Linked DNA regions of Mus musculus: regions 1, 3 and 4 are each linked to region 2. A link is a contact called in public HiChIP or PLAC-seq data. All regions are on one chromosome and are shown on one strand. The core of a region is the stretch at or near the end of the contact, and the rest is flanking DNA. Distances in the headings are between cores, read along the strand shown.

Evidence for each region. HiChIP or PLAC-seq counts read pairs in DNA pulled down with a chosen protein or histone mark.
Region 1: a contact with region 2 is called in an HNF4G HiChIP or PLAC-seq map of pancreatic cancer cells. The contact joins two enhancer-like sites. A contact is called at or near these places in 1 of 15 datasets of contacts at CTCF or cohesin (CD8 T cells), 2 of 484 Hi-C or Micro-C datasets (CD4 T cells and pro-B cells), 3 of 115 datasets of contacts at active chromatin or transcription factors (CD8 T cells, pancreatic cancer cells and pro-B cells) and 2 of 9 other capture datasets (adipose tissue and pancreatic islet).
Region 3: a FOXA1 HiChIP or PLAC-seq map of pancreatic cancer cells shows a contact between it and region 2. The contact joins the promoter of Syngr2 here to the enhancer-like site in region 2. A contact is called at or near these places in 1 of 39 promoter capture datasets (stem cell-derived epiblast-like cells), 3 of 115 datasets of contacts at active chromatin or transcription factors (CD8 T cells, large pre-B cells and pancreatic cancer cells) and 3 of 9 other capture datasets (adipose tissue, liver and pancreatic islet).
Region 4: a contact with region 2 is called in a FOXA1 HiChIP or PLAC-seq map of pancreatic cancer cells. The contact joins two enhancer-like sites. A contact is called at or near these places in 1 of 115 datasets of contacts at active chromatin or transcription factors (pancreatic cancer cells) and 2 of 9 other capture datasets (adipose tissue and liver).

What each region holds. Positions count from the first base shown.
Region 1 is chr11:118,214,619-118,218,394 of GRCm38.p6, forward strand. All of the region lies in intron 1 of Cyth1 (cytohesin 1), which reads right to left. Among named protein-coding and RNA genes, the nearest start is that of Cyth1, 32 kb to the right of the region's middle. Within about 2 kb of position 1,618, at least 91 of the 459 cell types and tissues checked have an H3K27ac peak or open chromatin away from gene starts, as enhancers often do. A contact at or near this core is called in adipose tissue and pancreatic cancer cells, where this site is marked.
Region 2 is chr11:118,010,332-118,014,330 of GRCm38.p6, forward strand. All of the region lies in intron 7 of Pgs1 (phosphatidylglycerophosphate synthase 1), which reads left to right. Among named protein-coding and RNA genes, the nearest start is that of Mir6933, 10 kb to the left of the region's middle. Within about 2 kb of position 2,455, at least 81 of the 459 cell types and tissues checked have an H3K27ac peak or open chromatin away from gene starts, as enhancers often do. A contact at or near this core is called in adipose tissue and pancreatic cancer cells, where this site is marked.
Region 3 is chr11:117,806,951-117,811,080 of GRCm38.p6, forward strand. It overlaps Syngr2 (synaptogyrin 2), which reads left to right and starts at 2,717. Exons shown (of 4, transcript NM_009304.2): 1 at 2,717-2,853. The coding sequence starts at 2,755. 6030468B19Rik (RIKEN cDNA 6030468B19 gene) reads left to right here. Exons shown (of 6, transcript NM_029964.1): 6 at 140-358. The coding sequence ends at 146.
Region 4 is chr11:118,151,623-118,155,369 of GRCm38.p6, forward strand. No RefSeq gene overlaps it. Among named protein-coding and RNA genes, the nearest start is that of Gm38514, 16 kb to the left of the region's middle. Within about 2 kb of position 1,514, at least 60 of the 459 cell types and tissues checked have an H3K27ac peak or open chromatin away from gene starts, as enhancers often do. A contact at or near this core is called in pancreatic cancer cells, where this site is marked.

The sequences.
Region 1 (3,776 bases), core at 368-2,867, 200 kb after region 2:
TCCTGTGTGACAACATCCACTGTGTGGGCTGCTGCTGCTGCCCTGTAGTGTGTGCTGACACCAGGTGTGGATGCCCACACCCTCCAGCAGTGCTCATCCGCTCAGGATTACAATGGTCATTGTGGACTTTGTGGGAATTTGTGTTCCTGTGTGTAAAGGGCACTGTTGTTTGATCTACATTTATTCCTAATCCTGCATTGTCACAAGCAACACTAATATAAAACTAGAGTAAATTGCTCCCAAGGAAGACAAGCTCAAAGTGGTCTATTGCCTGAGTTTACCAACTGGTCATCTGCCACCCTGAACACTGTGCCAGGTTGCTCAGCCTTGCTCAAGGATTCTGGAGGACATCAGCCCCGGCTATTCTTTCTGATGGTGGCCACAGTGAAGCTGCACACTGCACTGGGTAGTGTCCCCTTCCTGGTTTCTGATGCAGCACATCAAGATGTTCTTTTCTGCATATTTTTGATGCTGCTTATGAGACACATTCACAGATGAAAGTAGAGAACAGTAGCAGGCAATCTGATCCTGCCCAGTGACAACCACTGAGGGTGGTATGGGTTTGGTCTGGCTTCTTCTGCATGCAATGTACGTTATATTATATGTGTCTTTCATGCCACACACATATATGTATACACACTACAACGTTAGTAACTTTTTGCATTCCGTTTATAAACACTTCATTTTTACTTTGTGTGTATTTGCAAGTGTGTGTATTTACAGGTGTATTCACAGGTATATGCATCAAGTATTTCCTCAGTTGCCCCCCCCCCTTTCTCTCCTCTATCTATCTTGGAGACAGGATCTCTCTACATAGTTCTGGCTGTCTTGGAACTAACTCTGTAGACTAGGCTGGCCTCGAACTCACAGAAATCTGCCTGCCTCTGCCTCCCAAGTGCTGGCACTAAGGGTGTGTGCTACCATGCCCAGTTCTTCACCTGATTTTTGGGAGTGGGTTTCTCAGTTGGAGATCATTCAGCTAGACTTGCTGGCCAGAAAGCCCCTGGAACCCTCCTGTCTCCACCTCCTCCAGCAATGGAATTACACATCCGACTTTTACAGGGGAGTGGGGATGGGACTCAGAGTGTCATGTTTATATGACACTTTACCAGTTGATCCATCCCCTAGCCTGATTTTCTCCGGCACTATAAAGGGTGTCATGTGTTTTCACTGCTCACAGCCTGTAACTTTGAAGCAGGGTCCAGTCTCAGGGCCCTGTGCACATGCTCAGCACTCAGCTCTAGTTCTCCCCAACTCTCTTACAAGAAGACTTGCTTGATCCAGAAAAGCTTCCCTGTGTTCCTGGAGTGGACTGTGAGGCTCCTTAGCAAGCTGTCGGTAACAATACAAGTAATACCATGACATCACTGGGTGGTGTCCTAGTTTCATTTCTGTTAATGTGACAAATGCCCTGGTTAAATACAACTCTGGGGAGAACGGGTTTGTTTGGCTTAAAATTCCAGGACACAGTCCTTCAATGCAGGGCAACCAAGGCAGGAGCTTTAAGCAGTGAGTCACAGTCAAAAACTGAGAGAAATGAGTATACCCATGCCGTCTGCTTACTTAGTTTGTCTTAGTTAGCTTTAGGGCCCAGCCCATGAAATGGTGAGCTCACAGTGGTCTATGAACTCTTACATCAATCAACAGCCAACCAAGGAATCCCCACAGACATGCCCAGAGGCCAGTATGATCTAGCAAGTTCTCAATTCACTCCCTTCCCAGATGACTGTACTTGTGTCGGGTTGACAGTTAAATCTAGGCAGTACTGGTGGCTTTCACTAAGTCTGCTCTCTGTGCCTCGCTGCTGTGGCCTGCCTTGTCTTGTCCTGAAACCCTCTGTGGGGAGAGTGTCTTCCTCAACTTTTGCCCTTGAAGAATCCTGTATCAATGCACTCAGCTGCATTCAAAACCCGTCTAGTGATCCAAACCCCATCTCTACCTCTGGCATTAGATCTGATTCCCAGATGATCTTGACTCGGGAAGGACAGGTCACTCCTGTTTCTTATCTCCTGGCAGTGGGACAGTACGTGTCTGGATTCCTAGAGTTTGATGTGTCCAGCCCGGTCCACAATGAACTGCACTGACGGGTGGGGACATTCCCAGGACTGATCTCTGCACTGGCCTCACTGCCATCAAGGCTGCCTTTCCAGAAGCACGAGAGCACTTCTGTTCATGAGCTACTGTCCACACCTTGGGGGTTGTTTTCCTACTGACTGCCATCCTTCCTACTGGTTTGTAGAACTGAACAGACTATTTAAAACATGTAATGCAATCTGCAACTTATTTTTAACTCCAATTCTACCTTCGGTTTTACACATCTTTTTAAAAAACAATCAAACCTATAATCTTTCCTTTCTACCATTTCCCCCAATAATGGTCCCTGAGCACAGTGGATGTGGACTGCAGAGACATCAAGGACTAAAAGGACATAGTGTTTCCCCTGTGTGGGCTGAGGCAGACTCTGGGCCACTCTTGGACATGTGCTCTGGGGGTCTGAAGAGTATGGGACTCAGTGGGGAGCTAGAAGGACTATAAGGAGGGGGTTAGAGGGCAGAGGCCTTTGGAGGGCTGTTGGAGGCCTTGGGCTGTTTCAAGGACAGCAGTTTCTGTTCTGGGTGAGATGAATGTCCACGTTCTAGGCAGATCAGAGACACCTGTCTTCCTTTGTGACATACCACCCTGGGTGCGGGTAACCAGGGCAGATGCCATATGACCTGAGAAGCTGCTATGAGAGATGGGCAGCTAAGCAATAAAAGGCTCAAATACCTACTCTATTTATGTCTAAGGTAGTGCCAGGGCCTACTGATGCACTTCAAATGAGGCATGAAGAGTCAAGGCCTGAGAAGGTTAAAAATATGAACTCCATCTTCTGAGCACAGGCCACAGGTTGGCCCCACAGCTTCTGCTCCCCAGTCCTTTCCCTCGACCCCCATGAACCCTTACACCCCCACTTCTCAGGATCTCACAGCTTTATCCCTTGGGTACCTTTGATTCATATCCTCTGCAAATCAGGACTTCACAGCCCTGTCCTCCAGTCCCCGACTACAGCTCCTCAAAGCCCTGTCCATCAGTCCCTGGCTTTGGGCCTTCACAAATCTCACCTCCATAATTCAATAAACCATTCTTAGTATAATTCTCAAAAAAGTGATCAAGGGCTAGAGAGATGGTTCAGTGGTTAAGAGCACTGGCTGTTCTTCCAGAGGTCATGAGTTCAATTCCCAGCAACCACATGATGCTCACAACCATCTGTAATGGGATCTGATGCCCTCTTCTGGTGTGTCAGCAACATGCTCATGTATAAGAAAGAAAGAAAGAAAGAAAGAAAGAAAGAAAGAAAGAAAGAAAGGAAGAAAGGAAGAATCATAGTAGCTCATACAGCAGCCCTACTGGGCTAATCACGAGACTTCATGGCAATCCAGGGGACAGGCCTGAGTCCTAGCTTCTGTGAGCCCAAGCTGAAAAGCTGCCCTACAAACTGGAATGCAACAAACCCCCCTGACCATGTCACAATGCCTTCTGCTTGATTTCTGCTTCCTAAAGCTAGCGCAGCACTAACTCTGTTAACTAAAACAGGAATAAAGAAACCTGTTATAAGTCCCAAAGTACCATGTTTGACTCAGAGAAGAGTAACTAGATAATTATCATCCTTACTAGGCAAGGCATGTGGTGTACCCCAGTAATCCCAACACTCAGGATCCTGGGGTGGGGGAATCACGAGCTAGAGGCCCACCTGAACTATAGAGCAAGAGCATCCGTCTCAAAGGCTAAACATCAAC
Region 2 (3,999 bases), core at 1,205-3,704:
CGACAGGCTGGTTGGCATCTTGCCCAAAGGTGAGCTGGTGAGGCAGCTTGGCAGACCCACCCTGTTCACCTGGGCTCCATGTGGGGTGGTTGTCACCATGCATATGACCACCTCAGGTGACAGACTCCAGCCCCAAGGCCTCAGGAGTTTCTTAGTCCCTCTGACACCAGAATCAAGGACTGGTGCTCATCTGTGGGAGAGCAGAGCAGAGCTGTGATGTCTTCGCTCTCCTGATTTCACAGGGATCTGAGACTCTGGAGCTCACAACAGTGTGGGGCTATGGGAGGCCATAGAAGTTCATCTGTCTGGAGAAGTCCTCAGAGAAGACTCTGGCCTACATGTGCAGAACTCCTGATTTTCTTGTTTAGGTTTATTTATTTTATCTTACATGTGTGGGGTTCTGCCTGCATGTGTCTGTGTGTGCCTGGTGCTTCCAGAGATCAGAAGAGCACACTGCATCTCCTGGAACTGGAGTTAAGAGTTGCGTAGATGCTGGGATCCAAGCCTAGGTCCTCTGGAAGAGCAGCTGCACTCTTGACCACTGAGCGTCTCTCCAGCCTAGATGTCTGTCTTATTTTTAAGCATTTAATCTACTTGTTTGGGAAGCTACACCTCTGTGATTTTGTTCAGATATTAACATGGCACCTATGTGCCTTGCATGGATCATGGAAGGCACTGGGGGTTGTGTCTCCTGCTCTTTTGGGACTTCTGTCTCAGAAGCACGTCACTATCAGAGGGACCTGTTTAGATCATGGCAGGCAAAAGCCCTGAGCAGAAGGGATCCAAACTAGAAAGGAGTCCGGGTCAGGAAGGGTCTCTCTGTGCAAAGAGCAGAGGGAGTGGGACACAGCATCCTGCCCAGTACAGATAGGACAATGCAGCCCCAGCCCTGGCCTCCTCGTGCATTGGGAGTGCAGTCTATGCCCGGGCAGAGCAAAGGGTGGCCAGGGCCTGTTTGAAAGTACTGGAGACTTCTGTTGTGTAAAGGTGCCTAGAAAAGGACTTCATTTGCTGTTTTGACACTGGGTCTCATTCTATAGCCCAGACCAGCCTTGAATTCATAAGAATCCTTCCTTCCCCAGCCTTTTGAGTACTAGGATTACATGTGTGAGCCACCACTCCCAGGAAGGTGACTTTTTTTTTTAAAGAGACCAGAGTCAGTAGACAGCAGGGGACCTTGGCCTCTGAGTACAGACCACCACCTAGTGTTGCAGCCATGGCAGTAGCTGCAGTGACTTCCCCACTCTCCCTGGTGCTCATGGCTACTGAGTTTCCCTTGGCTGCGAACCACCCTCCATCCACTCCCCAAAGTGCTTTTGCCTTCCCTAAGCCATTAATTCCTGGAATTGAGGATATGTTGGGCACAAAGGTCAGGCTTTGGGGTGAGGAATTAGAGCTTGATGATTGGTTTACAACCCCTGTGTTGGAAATGTGTTTCCTCCTCTGTCCTTAGAGCCTCCTGTGTACAGGATGGGGAGTGTGTAGGGGGAGCTGCTGGGCACAGCTGGGCCCAACCAAGGAAGGGAGATGAATCCTCAGTATACCAGCCAATGCTTCAAGCACCTGACTTGGAACCTAGATGGGGAGGCTCCTAGTGTGCTGGCCTCACAGGCCTCCCTGGGGCTCAGCACCAGTGACCATGGTCCATAACATGGGCAGTGTATCTGTCTGGGCAGTATCATGGCCTATAACATGGGCAGTGCTCCATCTGTCTCTCTTTGGGTTCTCCCAAAGGTGTGCTAGTCTGTGTGTGTACGAGCGTGTGTGGGGGTGGGGAGACAGACAGAGCTCGAACGAGCACATTGTCTTGTATAGCCTAGGCTGGCCTTGAGCTCTTGATGTAGTTGAGGGAATCTGACCTTGAACATCTGTTCCTATTAGGTCTAGCTAGCCCCAGCTGACCTGGAACTTGAATCTTTAGCTCAAAATGGTCTCAAACATGAAATACTGCTTCTTGAGTGCTGGGGTTACAGGTATAAGCCAACATGACCAGCTGCTCATTGACTTTTTTGAGTATCTTAGCACGCTTTACTTGCAGAGAACCACAGGGAGCACGCAGTGCTACTAAACTTGATTTGTAGGCATTGGTAAGGTGGCTCAGAAGCCAGAGATGCTTGCTGTGCAAGCCTGACAGCTTGAGCGCTGTCCCCAGAACCATGTGAAGGTGGGAGGGGAGGACCAGCTTTGTCCAGCCGTTCTCTGAGCTCCATGTGTGCTCTCTGGCATGTGCATCCCAGAGTCAGGATGACTCTGACACTCTGATCTTGGGCCTCCACCTCTGAGTGCTGGGCTATGTGCTGAGATCCATCCCAGGGCTCTGTGTGCATGCTAGGCCAGCATTCTGTCAACTAACTGAGCCACACCCCAGACTTCCAGGGACAAGACTGTAGGGCACTGGGCAGGGCATCCTCAGGAGGCCTCAGGCCGCAAGGGTCTCTGGGCTCTGAGTCACTGTCATTGTGTCATGCTAGCTACAGGTTTGTAGTGAATGCCAAGCTGTTTGTAGCTGCAGTGGATTTCTCTGGTACTCAGTGCTTTGGAATTTCTCTGGGCTAGAACTAGCCCCACCCTGGTCTACTCCCACAATCACCTTTTTCTCCCCAGACTTGTCTTTTTCTTGCTGGCTCCTGGAATGGTAGACACATTAGGGGCCAGGGTGAGGCTCTGGGGTGAGGGGCTGGAGCTTGACAGTAGTTACACACATGTCTCTAAAGAGGCCGTGTGGAGGTCAGCCTAGGCTTGTGAGGAGGCAGCGTTACAACCTTACCCCCAGGGTCATAGAGTCTCAGGGTTTGGTGTTAGAGGAAAATCTTGCTTTTCATATGTGGGAAGCAGCCTGACCCATGGAGGGTGTCCCCCTCCTTTCTTTGAGCAAGATCAGAAGGTGGTTGGCAAGTTGTACCAAGCAGACCCAGTCTGGGTGCAGTGGGAAGGAAGGATTCCTGTCCCGAGGATTCTTTGCCCTGGTTCCATGCTATGGGAAATCTGAGGTGGGGACAGGGAAACTTAAACACATGAAAAACTTGAGGTGTGCAAGAGTAGACATGGCCTGGATCCCTGGATAGGGAGAGCTGCCTGGAGCAGAGCTGCTGGCCAGGGGGTGGGAGGGACACCATCCTCTGGCCTCTTGTCTTATTGCTGAAGCCGGCAGGTGGCTTTGCTGAGGCCTTCAAGGGCAGGACACCAGCCACAGAAGTGAGCAGCAGCCCTGTCAGCTGTTGCCCAAGCAGTTCTTGAAACTCTGCTCTGCATGGACATTAGGAAGCAGTTTTCTGCTGTAGCAGCATGTGTGTTACATACAGGCCATGTGTCTGTGATGTCTCAGCATGTGTGTGGGCTCTCTGTGGATTTCGTTGATGGAGGATCTGTGATGGGAGGGCCACAGGGAGCTGGCCTGGTGCAGACCAGGGGAGCTGGCTGGCTTTCTTGGATAAACTTCCTCAGGCTAGTAAGGGGAAGAAGGGTAGAGGCTGCTAGGCTAGCCTGGGGAGGACAGATGCTCAGGACTAGCTCTGTGGGGCTTGGCTCTGAAGCCTTGGAGCTTGAGATCATAGAAGAGAGTGCAGAATGGGACCTGCCATAGGCATCTAGTAGTACTTAAGATCCTGCTAGAACAGCAGTGTCCCCATGTGTACTGTGACAGAGCAGCTTCTGTGGGACCCACTGGCAGCACACTTCTTTATGTGGTGCAGGTGGTAACTAGAGACACGAGCAAACTCCTAGGTGTCCTGAGGTAGAAAAGGTGGGCAGCTGTATGTAGGCAGGCCTGGTCCTACCAAATGCCTCAAACACCATGTGACAGCCACCTCTGCTGTTAGGTAGGGTAGAGCCTACTTGCCTGTTTGTTCTGGGCTCCCAGAAGGGATGGAGGCTCTGGTGAGCTCCGTCTTGAGCTGCACTTTGCCAACAGGTGCTTCAGGCAGTTGAAAGAGCTGGGGCTAGTGGTCTCTGGAGAGCAGTTAGGGGGAGGGGAAGACCCCAAGGACATCATTGACAAAG
Region 3 (4,130 bases), core at 1,467-3,966, 200 kb before region 2:
TGATTCGGTGCACTTAGTGGGTGCACTTAGTGGGTGCACTTAGTAGGTGCACTTAGTGGGGTGAGTGAGCTCACTGGCGTACCCGGCATCACATGACCGGGTGAACCTGTCTGACCTGGACTAACTCCCTTGTCATCAGGTTGTGACCGGAAGACAGAGCCATGGGCTTGCCTCCCTGCCCTGTACAAGAACCCACCAATGGAGCAAAAGAGAGCCTGAGGTGTGGGGGTAGAAAAGGGGGGTTCAGGGCTGGAGAGATGGCTCAGTTACAGCACTGACTGTTCTTCCAGAGGTCCCGAGTTCAATTCCCATAATGTACTTCTACACATAAAATAAATAATTCTTTTTTTGTTTTGTTTTGTTTTTTTGAGGGGTTTCTCTGTATAGCCCTGGCTGTCCTGGAACTCACTTTGTAGACCAGACTGGCCTCGAACTCAGAAATCTGCCTGCCTCTGCCTCCTGAGTGCTGGGATTAAAGGTGTGCGCCACCATGCCCAGCAAATAATTCTTTAAAAAAAACAAAACAAAAAAAACCTTAAAAAAGAAAGGGGATGCAGCTCAGAGTATCAAAAGTAGTGCACCCCAAAAGGGCCCCAGAAATCTAGAGCATTAGTGTGAACGAGGCCCAAGGGGATAGAACTATCGTGTGTGGGATTCCTATTTCATGACTGGCTGTTAGTGAGCAGCGGTTGCTACAAGAGGGCATCAGAGCGACTGAGGGGGGTGCTCCTGCTCTCTGACGCACTGAAGCCCAGCTTCTTTAGTTTCTGGTCACAACCCCATGTGGGGTTGTGTAACTGAAGAAGGGGGTGCTCATCAACTATTGGGCAACAGTAGAAGGTTTCTGTGTGTGGTGGCTCATCCCTGTGATCCCAGAACTCAGGAGGTGGAGGCAGGAGGATCAGGAGGAGTTCAAGGTCAATCCTGGTCCAGGAGTCTGGTCCCGAAGAATGGGACAATAACAACCAAAAGAGAAATGAAAAACTGAGCTGCTGGCCAGGGATGCTGGCACACACCTCTGGTTCCAGCATGTGGGAGGCAGAAGCGGGAGGATCCCTGTGAGCTAGAGGCTAGCCTGGTCTACAAAATGTGTGCCAGGACAGTCAGGCTGCATAGTGAGACTCTGTCTCAAAATAAAACGAAAATCTGAGAAGGGTCTTGTGAGATGGGTGAAGGTGTTTGCTGCCAAGTCTGGGATCCTGAGTTCAATCCCAGGGACCCACCCTGTGAAGGGAGCAAGCGCTATGTCTTACAAGGTGTCCTTTTTATGACATGTGTCATCTCGTGTGCTCTACCCACCCACCCCAGGCACAAACCAATTACATGTAATGATGTAATGGCAAAAGGTTGGTTTTGGTTTTGGTTTTTTGAGATAGAGTTTCTCTGTGTAGGAAAGAGAGAGAGAGAGAGAGAGAGAGAGAGAGAGAGAGAGAGAGAGAGAGAGAGAGAAAGAGAGAGAGAGAGAGAGAGAGAGAGAAAGGGAGGCTTTGTAGGAAAGTCCTGACAGCCAGTTCTCCTTCATCAAACACTCATGGCGTGTATGAACAGATTTTAGGAGGTAGCCCTGGGCTCACCTACCAGCGGCTTGTCACAGGCTCTGTTAGTGTGGGGAGGGTGCAAATAGACGCAGATAGACTGTTAGAAGGCCCAGTCTCTCTTGTGCCTACTCCTGTCTTCTCCCGAGTGGTGACCCTTCTGGTGGGGCAGGCTTCTGCCTCAGTTTCCTTATTGTCCAGCCCCCCTCATTACTGAGGTGAGTCTGTCTCATTATTCATTATCCATTGAAGTGACTGTGGTAAAGCCATCTTGTCATGACTCCATTCTGTGTCACTTCTCAGCCCTCTACACCCCTCAACAGCCATGGTCTCCTTGGGAACAAATTTGTGTTGTCAACAGAAGGATATCTGGAGGCCTCTTGGCGGCCAAGGTGAAGCCCTGGGTTGACACACGACCCCTTCCGATTAAGCATCAGGTTCCCTTTCTAAATGTTATTGGGGGACAGGGGGAGCTGGAGTCTATGACCTAGTGATCTCATTTGTTTTAATTTTTAAAATTACAATCCTCAGTATGTGTGTACTTGAGACTAGATCTCAGATAGCTCAGGGTTGTCTTGAACTCCTTATTCTCCTGCCCTCTTTCTCTTCCTGAGACAACAGCCACCAGGTACTTTGCAGCATGTGATCACGATGTCTAGAAATCTGCCCTTCAGAGCCCTTTGGCTTTCAGGCTTAGCTCCAGAGCAAAGAGTAGCCAGAACTGTGGGGGCCATAGTTATTAATTACTACAGTAGTCCAGAGGTTGGAACTGGGGGCCTCTGATGTGCTAGGCAAGAGCTTATGCCCCAGTCCTTTGGTCTGGAGCAGAATGGTGAAGTGACATCCAGGTATTTACGAGCCTGGATTCTGGATTGGTGGGATTTGGGTGTCTGGAGGGCTTATGGGAGAGGACCTTCACCAGGGCACTGTGTAAGTAAGAGTAAAGTGGGAGCCGCCTAGGATGTCTCTTCTTGGGGACTCTTTGATCCTTTCTGGATGAACTCAGTAGGACATATTTCCCAGGGGTGAGCTTTTCCTCCCCCTTCCGCACCCTGGCGCCTCCTGCGAGCTCCAAGTTTTGCTGCCAACTTCCACGAGTTTGGAGGGGCTACTTCCCGGCGGTTGGCCCCGCCCTGTCGGCGGCCGGACCCGCCCCCGTGGGCGGGGCGGGGCAATCCGGCTAGTTCCCGGCCATCCGCGGCTCGGTGGCGAAAGCGACATGGAGAGCGGGGCCTATGGCGCGGCCAACGCGGGCGGCTCCTTCGACCTGCGGCGCTTCCTGTCTCAGCCTCAGGTGGTGACGCGCCTCGTGAGCATGGTGAGTCCACCAGCGAGGACCCGGAGCCGGGCGTCCTGGCTACCAGGGCCCGTGGGGCCGCGGGCCGCAGAGCGCGACAGGTGGCGGCGGCTGCGCGTCCTGGGCCTTTCGGAGAGCGCGGGGCCCCGTGCCCCTCCGCGTCTCTGTCCCCTCCAGCCCGTGGGTTTTGTCGCCTGTTCCACTCCGGACCTTGTCTCCCCAACTCCGGGCCGGGCCCCGCCGCACCCTGGACCACTGGTCCAGGCCGCTCTGGTGCGGGACGTCCCCGAAGTTCTCCGGGGAGGCAGGCCTGTCGCCTTGTTGGCATTGGGAGGGACCGGAGAGGGGCACGGCACAGCAGGTGGCCGGCACGCCGCGGCTCCCAGCCTAGGGAATTCACCTGGAAGGGACTTTCTGCAGCCACGTGGGGTGCGAGGAGGGGGATTGGCCTGGCACTCTGAAGGAGAGTTTCCTTCCCTCTCAGAGGCTAGCAACAGGTCTGCTTTCCCACCAAATGCACTCCCTTCCCAGAAGCGGGGCGAGCCCCCTTGTACCAGGCGTGCGGGGGCAGCTTTCCATACCTTGGGATGAAAACACTGAAAACTGAGACTTTAGCTGCCAGATTGAGGGTGGCCCCACTGCGCCCAGGGGGTCTGGGCCTGGAGCCTTGGAGGTGCCCTGGCTCCCCGGAATCTCCCAGCCTAGCGGTGGAATCTAGTGACTCCGTCCTGGGTTGTACCCTGTCAGTCAGGATGGCAGTGCCAGGAGCCCTGACCCATACTCCGCGCCCAGTCCTGGAGTTCCGGCTTCATCCACAGCTGGGGGCGGGGCTTGTGACTGCCAGTTCCACAATCCTATTGAGAGCGTCCCCGCAGGATCGCTCTGGTCCTGCAAGTCTGGAGGCAGCCAGGTGCCCACAGACTCAGTTGCATCTGCCGCCTTGACGTGGGCTTGGCGGTGGCCTTAGGGTGTGGGGAGGAAGCGAAATGACTAGGACGATTCCAAAGGAGCTGCTTTCCAAACTTTGGCCAGTCTCTGCTGGTGACTTTCCCACCTCTGTCCTGGCTCCTGCGGGATCTGAGTCTGGCTGTGGATCTGACCACCCCAAGAACCTTGCTCTGAGGGGAACCGTTGTGGGGGTGGAGACTAGTAGTTCTCTGGAGGGGAGGGGCCGACGTGCCAAAGAAGCCGGAAGTCCTTGTAGGGAGAAGGCTGGCTGACTGGGGAGTCTCTTGCTTTAGGGGGAGTCTTGGAGGGAAATAGGGCAGCTGTTGAAGGGTGTTCTGGAAGATATTGGT
Region 4 (3,747 bases), core at 264-2,763, 140 kb after region 2:
ATAGAACTTGGCGTTTGCACACGGCTGACTGGGAAAGGTGGATTCATACACCCCCAAGTCAGAGAGATGCAGCACACATGTTAAACCTGTGCTACAGCAGAACCTTAACCAACTGCACCCCAGGGACGCCAGGGCTGCAGCTAAAGAGGCAGCAACCATGGACCACCCCTCCTGATCCCAAGGACAAGGACAACACAAGTCACATCAGAAACAAACAGAATCCAGCCATTTGAAAGATCAATGGGACTGAAGAAATGGCTCAGAAGTTAATAGCACACACCATCTCTTTCAGAGGACCCACGTTTGGTTTCTAGAACTCCAGTTAGGCAACTCATAACTGCCTGTAACTACAGTTCTGGGAAATCTGGTGCCCTCTACTGACCTCTGTGGGCACTGCACTCACGTGGTGTACATTCTCTCTCTCTCTCTCTCTCTCTCTCTCTCTCTCTCTCTCTCTCTCTCTCACACACACACACACACACACACACACACACACACACACACACACACTTAAAAATAAATAACACTTAAAAGAAAATACAAGATTAGCAAGCTGGGCATAGTGGTATGTGTCTGTAAACCCAGGACTCAGGTGCTAGAAGCAGGTTGGATCTTGACTTTTAGGCCAGCCTGGGGTAAGACCTGGTCTCAAAAAAAGACAAGAAAACAAACAAAAATCAACAAAACAAACAACTGGCTAAAAATATTAGTCAAGATAAAAATTTAAAAATACTAATTAGGATCAAGAATATAAATTTGTGCAGGTCGGTGGTGGCGCACGCCTTTAATCCTAGCACTTGGGAGGCAGAGGCAGGCGGATTTCTGAGTTCGAGGCCAGCCTGGTCTACAAAGTGAGTTCTAGGATGGCCAGGGCTACACAGAGAAACCCTGTCTCAAAAAAACAAAAAACAAAAACAAAAAAAACAAAAACAAAAAAACAACAACAGCAACCCCCCCAAAACAAACAAACAAACAAACAAACAAACAAACAAACAAAAAACAACAAAAACCGACCAAACAAACAAGAATATAAACTTGATTATAACTATGCAGAATATATAGTATAGATCTGCATAGACTTTTCTCAGAAATAACTGCTTATTCTATAGGATCTCCAAATGGGATTTCCCACCCATGTGCTCATCCAGAGATGCAGAACTCCATCTCCTCTTGGCCCTCACATCTATTACAAGCTCTTCCTGGATTCTTGTCCACCCTGACATTGAGCACTGTCAGACCACAGGACACAGATAACCATGGGGACACAGGCAAAGACAATGAGCCTCAGGAAGGCAGGGAATGGGAAGCAACCAGCCATCCTAGGAGAAATGAGACATCACAAAGGGTACCCCTTTGTGTTTAACTGTGTTTAACTTAGTTTAACTGTGTCCCTGCCTCTCCACACGCACAGACTGAAGTGCTAGCAGGCGACCACATCTCCATATCTATCTATGGCTAGCATCAATACTGTGGTGGTTAAGATGAGGTCATGTTGGAGTTGGTGGGCCCAGATCCAACATGACTGGCGTCTTTACGCAAAGGGAAATGAGGTCATACACAGAACAGCACATGAATATGCAGGGCTTAGGCAACAGAAGCAACAGCCACATCAGCAGTCAGGAGCCCCAGAGGAGACACCCAGCAGAGGCCTTACTCTGACTTAGGGCCTCCAGAATTCCAGGTCACCCTACAGGTTCTGACAAACCTCCTGGGCACAAGCAATGTCCATGTCTTTAGGATAGCACACAGGATCTAAGCAGGGCACACTTGTAGGCCAAGTGGTAAATTTAGTGCATGACAAAGCCTGCGTAAGAGCAGGATGGGAAGTAAGGGCCTGGGGGCCCTGAGGAGACTCAAGACCCTAGACTCCTCACAGCTAGGGGCAGAACTCATCTGCTTCAAAACTGATGCTGTGCCCCACTGAGTTCCTTTTGGAGTTCAAGGACAGTTCAGTGGCCAATGGTCATTTCAACAGCCTGGCTGCAGAGTGCAATGAATTCTATTCATTTGTATTTTTATGCTTGGTATTTATTTATTTTTGCTTGACTACATTTTAGGATGAATTCCACACAGTACATGACATGACCAGATTTGACTCATAGACCAGTAGGAACTGGCTGGCAATACCCTTAGCTCATGCTTTGCCCCCACAAAGCTCTCAGCCATGGAAAATTAAACTGATTATGTACAGGCCCAAGGCACACATCTGAGGGTGAGATGGGCGGAGTTAGGTCAAATGTGTGTTGGACTGCAGTCTGTTGAGAACACCATGAATGGTCCTCTGCTCCAGGTCACACTGGGTCCATTTAATGCTATCTAAAGGGGAGAGACAGACAGGCACACGTAGAGCCTCAAGGACAATCACTAGAGGCTTTACCACAGCTGCTACAGACAGGTGCTGGGTGAGAGCAAGCGGGTGTTTAGGACCCCTCCATCCACCGGCATGCAGGGCAGGGAAGGGCTGTGAGGGTGAACAGGAAGCTGTCCACTTTCCTGCCACATGAAGTTCTCCTTAGCTCTTTCACACCCATGAACTTTAAAAGATGCTCTGTGTGGGGTGGTGGTGTAGGTGCCAATGCACCATGGGACTTGTGTGACAGTCAGAGGGCAGCAGCCTTCCATCTCCTTGGAGACAACATGTTTTCTTACTCGCTATGCTGTGCTTCAGGCTAGCTGGCTCACGAGCTTCCATTCTTCCTCCTTCCAGGTGGAGGTGTTCGGCCTCCACCCCTTGCAGATGTGCAATATTGTATCTGGCTTTATGTGGGGTCCAGGGAACTGAACTCAGGTCCTCATGCCTGAGATGCAAGCACTTTACCCACAGAGCCATCTCCCCAGTCCCAGCTCTGTGTACTTCAGCCAGCTTGATTCTGGAACCGTGATAAAGGACTACGCTCAATGCAAAGAAGTGCAACCAGCTGAACATACAGCAAGGTATCAATAGAAAGAAAAAGTCAGCTTTTCCCAATTTCTTGTATCTCTTTTCTCTTCTTCAAGATGCACTAGAGCGGCACTTCATACTGACCTGGGATTCTGTCTGTCTCTGTGATGTAACTGGAGTGGGAGCCCATCTGTGAAGTTTCTGTTTTTTGACCCAGCAGACCTGGCTTCCTTTCTTTGGCATCCCAGGACCTGTGGCTGCTGCCTGAGAACCCATCCAGCTGTGGTTGGTCCCCCTTCTGAGCTGTTCAGTCTTTCTTGACTTGGGTCCCGGTATCTCTCAATCTACTGTCATGACTTTCTATGCAGGCTAGGAAGAGAAACCATGGGTTTCTATGTATGTAAGAGTGTGCTTGTCTCAGCCTACCACTCAGGTTGTTATGGTCTAAGTTGGTATCTCTATAAAATTTGTTGGATCGTAATCCTTCGGGTGATAGTGTAAAGAGCTGGGCTCTTTTTGAGGTGAGCAGGTTGGTAAGGGGGACTCTTTCAAATGAGATGAAGGTGTAGAGGACTCGATGACTTTACAACACAGAAGGGCATAGCAGCAAAGTGGCATCTAAAACATGGGGACTGAGCCCTCAGCAACGGCAGTGCTGGCCTTGATCTTTGAGCCCCAGACTCTAGAATTGTGGAATTGTGTGTGGAGAGCCGTGCCGCGAGCAATCGCTGTGGAGAGCCATGCATGCCGTGAGCAATCGCCATTATAAGATGGCGCTGGCTTCCACTGCGCCTAACTAGTAAACAAGCCTTATGCGCAAGTGCAAGAGTGAACTCACGCCTAGCCACTGCCCATCTCGGGGCATA